Regions from separate parts of the Zea mays genome. Here region 1 is linked to region 2. The links are chromatin contacts, called in public Hi-C maps. All regions are on one chromosome and are shown on one strand. Each heading gives the region's core, a stretch centred on a gene start, on an enhancer-like site or on the middle of the called end of the contact. The rest is flanking DNA. Distances are from core to core; before and after follow the strand shown.

Region 1 (3,942 bases), core at 1,096-3,595, 150 kb before region 2:
TATTTTCGGTGGCTGAGACATGACCAATAAAACTAAGCATCTCGTTTTTAACGGTTTCCACGTGGCCATCAAAAATAATATTATTTTTGGTGGCTGAGACATGACCAATGAAACTAAGCATCTCGTTTCTAACGGTTTCCACGTGGCCATCGAAAATAACTTAGGCTGCTAAAAGTTAGGGTTGCTTGTTTGCTATAAGTTGTAAAAATTATATGTTTTAAAATTAGTGAATAAACTTTATATAATAAAGAATTGTTTTATCACTCGGTAAAGCGCAAAGTACTCGAGTCGGATTTTGGTACTGTATTCATATGATGGCACGAAGCAAGGCGCGCGAAGCAATGTATAATCCTTGCTTGTTGGGAGGCTAAACAGATTAGCGATGGAGCGCATATACCGGAGAGCGGCTGATCCGAGACCTCTCGATCTGCTGGCTACCTATTTGTCTGCAGGTAACGACGAGGAGGAGAAGCAGGCAGCTGGTGCCTGGTGGTGAGCGCGGTGACCACCATATCCGAGTACGTGCTATCAGGAGCAGCTCGCTAGGTCGTCCAACGCCGAGAGCAAAACACCCCATGTGCTCTCTCCATCGCTAGCTCCTCGACGAACCACGGCCCCATAACCTATGAGCCTACGATCGATCGACGACCGGCGCCCGCACTCGCTCGCGCGACGTACGATCCAGATCCAATAATCAGCAGCACCAACCAACCGAGATACACACCTATTCCCCCTCTCCTCTCTCCCGCCGGCCTATATCCATCCGGCCACCCTCTACTTGCTTGCTATTGCTGGCTAGCCTCCCTTCAAAAAGAAAAAGTCTTTATTTCATATTTCGACAAAATAATCAACCTCAACTTTAATTATATTTATAGATATCAGTATCGATATCTGTACGTCCGTTACTATAAAAGATATGATGCCGTTAATTCAATAGTGACTATATAGCTAGCACCATGAATATTAATAGTTTTAACATATATTTGATCGAAGTTTAGATTATTTAACTGTTTTCAAATGCGAGATATGTAGATTTATTTTATGACAGAGGGAGTAGAAGTCCAGCTCGGGTTATATCACGAGCTATTCCCCATATTCATCTCCCTTTACCTATACTTTCTATTATATCTTATTACATCTTAGACCTCTCCATCTTCAACCATTCCCCTATACATTATAAGCAAGTTATTTAATATTTATTTATCATTTTTTATGATATTTGTACTACAATAATACCTAATAATCATGTTAAGCAGCTTAAACATGATTACTATCATAAAAAATGATGTAATTAAAATATATGGTTGGAAGCCGGTCGATAGACGCCTCCAGTGACATTTTGCTGCTGCTTATGCATCTTTTTGTTCTTGGATGTATTCAGCTTATCTGCTTTGGTAGATAAAAACTAGCTTTAGTCGTCGCTGGTATTGGCGGGTCAGGCTGCTTTTGGGAACTGTCCCTAGTTGATCTCCATAGATGACTGTTAGTCTTTCAGATTACTTCTGGTTTGCTATGTTCCTTCAGTTGGATTTTATAACACTGCGTAGCTGATAATGTAGTAGGCTTATCGGCTTGCAGTTGTTGGTTAAGTCGGGAATTTTGTAAGAACTGTGATCGGTTTCTATTTTTTAATGAAATAGGGGGTTTCCCGTTGTCAAAAAAAAATAGTGCTCCTTTTGTATGGAAGTCGCTTCTCCACTGCCATATAGCGAGTGGCTAGCAGCAGCATCAGCCGCTGCTGGTATTGTCAATCGTAAATCAACACCTACTTTCCACCATCGTAAAACATGTATACATCTTGTACTTTTACGAAATCAAATACTTTAAAATTTAACTACATTTTCAAGGAAGGGGAGGGAGTACTACATACACAGTTGCAACGACAACGAGAGCAGGACGGCTGCAGTACCCTGCTGCAGTGCTGCTGCTTATTCATCATCTCCCATCCGCGTGCACTCGCGCAGTTTCCATATGAAGTAACCATTTTAGTTTCTTAAATTGGACTACCTTACTTCATCCACTCTAAGTTATAATCCATTTAAATTTCTAAATCATAAGTCATTTAATATTTTTTGAAAGCTAAAGTATCTCCGATTTGACCTTTGTCAATGCAATTTTTATAGTGTGTTGGTCAAATTAGAGATATTTTAACTAAAAAAATGACTTCTTATCTGGAACCAAATGAAGGCAGTAGTAATGACAAGTTTGCTCGTCTGTCCATTTCTTTTCATGAATATCATATAGAGAGAGAGAGAGAGAGAGCACCCCGGAGAGAGCTATATACACGCACACACACAAGCTTCTGTAGTCGTTCAGTCAAGGCGAGGCGAGCGTCGATTGAAGACGATGTGGGAGTCAGAGGGCGATTGCCATGCCGGTGAGCGCGAGCGCGGGCTCGTCCCTGTCGGCGGCGGCGGCTCCTCGGGCCGGTACGAGGCAGCGCTCAAGAACGACGGCTTTGTTCGAAGAGACCAGTCCTGGTACATCTAGCTAGCTAGCTAGCTAGCTATATACTTCGTTCATCCATGTATATAATTTTAGTGCTAATTAATTAAAGTTGATGTTCACCGTTCCGAGCGAATGATTTTGAGCAGGTATGTAAACAGCGATATTCCCAGCGATTTGCTTGTCAAAGTTGGAGATGTTAGCTTCCACCTTCACAAGGTAGCTAGCTGCTAGTGGCTTTGTTAATTATTTCATAATTTATTGTTCCCGTACGTCGTGCTAGCTGCAACCACACGATCATATTCATATCCAATATATGCATGCGCACGCGCGCGCGCCTGCACCCCTGATGCCCGCAGTACCCGATGATCTCCCGGAGCGGGCGGATGAGCCGCGTGATCTACGAGACGGCGGCGGCGGCCCCGGACTCGGGCGCGGCGGCGGCGGTGGTGGTGGAGCTGGACGACGTCCCGGGCGGCGCGGACTCGTTCGAGCTGGCGGCGCGGTTCTGCTACGGCATGGCGGTGGACCTGACGGCGGGCAACATCTCGGGGCTGCGCTGCGCCGCCGAGTACCTGGAGATGACGGAGGAGCTGGAGGAAGGCAACCTCATCTTCAAGACGGAGGCGTTCCTCAGCTACGTGGTGCTGTCGTCGTGGCGGGACTCCATCGTGGTGCTCAAGACCTGCGAGGGCCTCTCGCCCTGGGCCGAGAACCTGCAGATCGTGCGCCGCTGCAGCGAGTCCATCGCCTGGAAGGCCTGCGCCAACCCGCGGGGCGTGCGCTGGGCCTACACCGGCGGCGGTGGGGGGAGGCCGATGCCGACCACCAGGGCAGGCGCCGGCGGCGGCACGGCGAGCCCCCGGTGGAACCTCGGCGGCGGCGGCGGGGACTCCAAGGAGTCGAGCCCGAGCCGGCAGGCCGTGCCGCCGCCGGACTGGTGGTTCGAGGACGTGTCCATGCTCCGGATCGACCACTTCGTGCGCGTCGTCACCGCCATCAAGGTCAAAGGTACCGTACCATAGCGATCGACCGCTAGCTTAATCACACTGTATCTTATATTAATGCTCATGTTTAAGAAGGTATTATCTCCAATTAGTATCTCCTTCCACACACACACAAAAAAAAACTCTGATTAGTACTAGTACTAGCTAGCTAACAGCTAGATCGATGGACCATTCACGTACTGATCCAGCTACATGAGTGCAGCACGGATTATTAGTACCGTTCAATGTTCCTCCCTGTCGAGAAAACAACATTCTTATCTGCGCGCATGCATGTGAGGGAAAACAAAAAACAAAATAGTTTTATGGCGCAAGTGTCATGAACAGTGGAGCACAGTGTGCATTGTTCAAGCTGTGCCAAGAGCCCAAGACACTGGCACAATCACATGAGCTGCCGTCGACAGTGAAGCTGGGCCCCGGCTTCACTCCTGGTCACCATATATGTGTGTCTTCCCCTTAATTTGGTACCAAATCAATTTGATGAATCCCGTGA
Region 2 (3,464 bases), core at 307-2,806:
TACACTCTAAACTTGTAGCGTTATGTCATTCCAGTCCTAAAACTTTCAAAGTGCACATTTAAAGTCTTTAAATTTGTGAAATTGCATCGTCCTTATCTCTAAACTTTTAATATGCACATTTCAATTCTTATACTTGTATGGTTGTGTCATTTAGGTCTCTAAATTCTAAATTTATTTTTAGTGTAATCAAAAGTCAAAACTATTTGAATCTGTGATAACAGTAAAAACAATTTTATGTACCTAGACGATACACAACCTAGAAGTATAGGGATTAGAAATATGTATGTTAAGAGTTTGGAGATACAACTTTAAGTTTGGAGACTTTAACCGTGTACTTCTAGAGTTTAGGGATCGGGATGATATAACACTATAAGTTTAGGGGCCGACAATGTATTTTACTCTTTATTTTATAATTTGTAATAATGTCTTATAGTTCTGAGTATGAAAAATGTTTCTGCACGAGAGATTCCCCAGCCAAAAGTATGCTTAAGGCTGTCTCTAGAAGATTGTGTATGTTCGTGTAAACTGTAAAATACTGTTTTGTAATGTAGATTATACTGTTTATAGAGTAAAGTTTGAGAGATAAGATAAGTAAGATGTTGGAGACATACCAATATAGTGTACGCAGTTTAGTCGAAAATACTCCATATGCAGAATGATGCAAACATGTCTCTATTCCATCAGAAGACTAATGACCAAAATGAAAACTAAGGCTGCAAAAAATTTCTATCTACTACAAGTCTATAATGTATCATTTAGAAAAAGTAAAATTGTACTTTACTAATAAACGTGTCTTTGCATTGTAACGGAATAATATGTATTGGACTTACTACTTATCACGATAGACGAGTTGTTTTGAGTGAATATCATGAGTTTGAGTCACATATGAGTTTACAAAGCGCATATGAAATCAAATTCTCTACATCGATATATGCGAGTTGTTATAACTTGGTTAATCATATAATATGGACGTGAGTTTTTATAACTCGTAGAGTATGGGTTATAAGTCTAGGTTAAATAAGAGTTTGAGTAAATAAAAAAAGCAGGACAAAAGAAACTCTTCACTATAGGTGCTTATCGAGTATATAGACATAGATACTTAAAAATAAATCATATTTGTAAAATTTTGAAATCTCATTTTAGAGTGATGAGCATTTTAATACTCTAGAGCTAATAGTTAGTTGATTGAAAAATTGCTAATGGAATTAGTTAGCTAAATATTAACTAATTTATTAAAATTAGTCAAAAATTAAATTATTAGCTAGTCTGTTTAGATGTCTCTAACTAATTTTATCCACTAATTATTAGCTTTGGTACATTCAAACACCCCTAATTCTGTCAAATCGAAACATTCAACAGTCAAGCCATGCTTGAATGCTTCAATGTCAACAGGTCTGCCAAATTCCATTGTGCAAAAAAGGGCGTATCTGCTTCCTGAGTTCCTGTAAAGAAATCCAGCCACATGGAGGTCCTTTTTCTCCCTTCGAACCCAGAATAAAAAAAAAAGTTTTTGTAAAGTAGCAATATCCACAGGCCCCTCGAGTTATCGACGCACACGTACCACTAGAATGCAGCCATGATCGTCTCCTCCTTCCTCCCGCTCCGCTCCTCCGTCTTCGTCCTCCCCTCCAGCGCCGCCTCCCGCTCCCGTCCCGCCACCGCCACCCTCCTTCCCTTTCCAAGGATCACCCTCAGCCGGCGCCGCCGCTTGGCCGCCGCCGCGACTGAGAGCAGCAGCAGCAGCAGCGAAGAAGGAGAAGGAGAAGCGGCGGGCGGGAGTACGAACGGGTCCCTCCCGGGCCTGCCCCCTGTGGAGGAGGAGGAGGAGCTGTGCCCCGTGGACTGCGTGACGGAGTTCAAGACGGACGAGGAGTTCCAGCGCCACCTGAACCGGTCCAGGGCCACGGGCGCTCTGGTGGTGGTGGACTTCTACCGGCCCTCCTGCGGCAGCTGCAAGTACATCGAGAAGGCCTTCACGCGCCTCTGCAAGGGGTCCGGCGACGACGGCGCTCCCGTCGTATTCCTCAAGCACAACGTCCGTACACACTCACAGGCTATTGCTGTGTGCAGCATATAATCGGGATGCAACGCAACACGCGTGGTTGATTTGGGGGTAATGCCGCGCCGCGGATGGTGCAGGTGATCGACGAGTACGACGAGCAGTCGGAGGTGGCGGACCGGCTGCGCATCAAGATCGTGCCGCTCTTCCATTTCTACGTGGACGGGGTGCTGGTGGAGTCGTTCCCAACGAGGGACAAGGAGAGGATCATTGCCGTCATCCGGAAGTACACCTCGGTCGAGCCAGAACCAGAACCTGAGTAAGTCACCACTCTCTGATATGCTTTGATTTGACAAAGATACCATCAGAATTCAGAACCCGATCTTGAACCAACGATCTCAACGACTAAGATGTGAAGATTTTTTTTTCCCCGAATATGTAGCTGAGTGTGGATAAGTGTCGATCAACGATCAACGATCGAAGGGACGCATTTTCTCTCTCTCTGAACATGAACACATCGCTACGCTTTTGCAGCTGTTGTAAGAATTCGAGTCGAGCTGACATTTCCATTTCCCTCGCAGGGAAGAGCAGCAGGAGTGATTCCATTTCCACTCCAGTGGTGGACATCAGTTTCCTCGAGGGTGCAGATAGCCTGCTGAATCAGAGATATCATGCACAACAGCACCACAGGATTGTTTGGAGATTGGAGTTTATACACCTATCCCAGCATTTGGGATGTGTGAGCTACCACCAGCAGTATATCATGAATCTGGATCAATGTACCACTATCTGTAATACGAGATGATGTATAGTTTCTGAATCAAACATGAGCACTTATCTTGTACGCCGTATCTCGAACGGAACTGTGCAGGACGCAAATTAGAACCTATAAAATTTGATATATCGGGAGAGTAAATAACAAAGTACATCAATACATTTTTTGAGAGGTTTGCATGAGTCTTGATAGTTTAATTATACGGAAAGTTTGATAATTAGACAGTTATGATTCCAGCCGCTTCAAAAATACAGATACTGAGAATGAAACTGTTCTTCATTGGTCTCGTGGATCCAGTCAAGTCAAGCTATACAAGATCAGTTGATCCAGTACTGTTTTCCTTTTAAACGTAAATAAATTTTTTTTTATAACACACCTACATTCGTTTAGTTGTTCGGGAATAAAATTACAAACACCATCTGGTAGGTAGGTAGTGACGAAAACCATACAAGTGCTGCTAATTAAAGAGCTTCTAGCAAACCTGTGTGCATTACCACCGTTGGTTCTGCGATTTTCATGAACAAACCACCTACCCCAATCCATATGGATTGAGGGGGTTTCAATCCCTAGCAAATCAAAATCTTCTCTAATCCATATCAATCCCCTACAATATATATGAATTGAAAATAACCGAACAAAAGCCAAACGGTGAAATGGAGCTTCTGGACAAGAATGTCCTTAGCCGGAGCC

Evidence for each region. Hi-C and Micro-C count contacts between places; a contact is called where the count stands out from the background.
Region 1: a contact with region 2 is called in a Hi-C map of bundle sheath, with 4 times the contacts expected there. The contact joins the promoter of LOC100281161 here to the promoter of LOC100285323 in region 2. A contact is called at or near these places in 15 of 25 Hi-C or Micro-C datasets (bundle sheath, ear, leaf and 5 more) and 2 of 3 datasets of contacts at active chromatin or transcription factors (leaf and seedling).

The regions. Positions count from the first base shown.
Region 1 is chr5:178,903,793-178,907,734 of Zm-B73-REFERENCE-NAM-5.0, reverse strand. LOC100281161 reads left to right here and starts at 2,345. Exons shown (of 5, transcript NM_001367785.1): 1 at 2,345-2,480; 2 at 2,595-2,664; 3 at 2,805-3,456. The coding sequence starts at 2,347.
Region 2 is chr5:178,755,937-178,759,400 of Zm-B73-REFERENCE-NAM-5.0, reverse strand. It overlaps LOC100285323 (thioredoxin-like 2), which reads left to right and starts at 1,556. Exons shown (of 3, transcript NM_001158216.2): 1 at 1,556-2,035; 2 at 2,140-2,318; 3 at 2,581-2,943. The coding sequence starts at 1,577. The coding sequence ends at 2,599. It also overlaps a transcript of LOC100303836 not described here.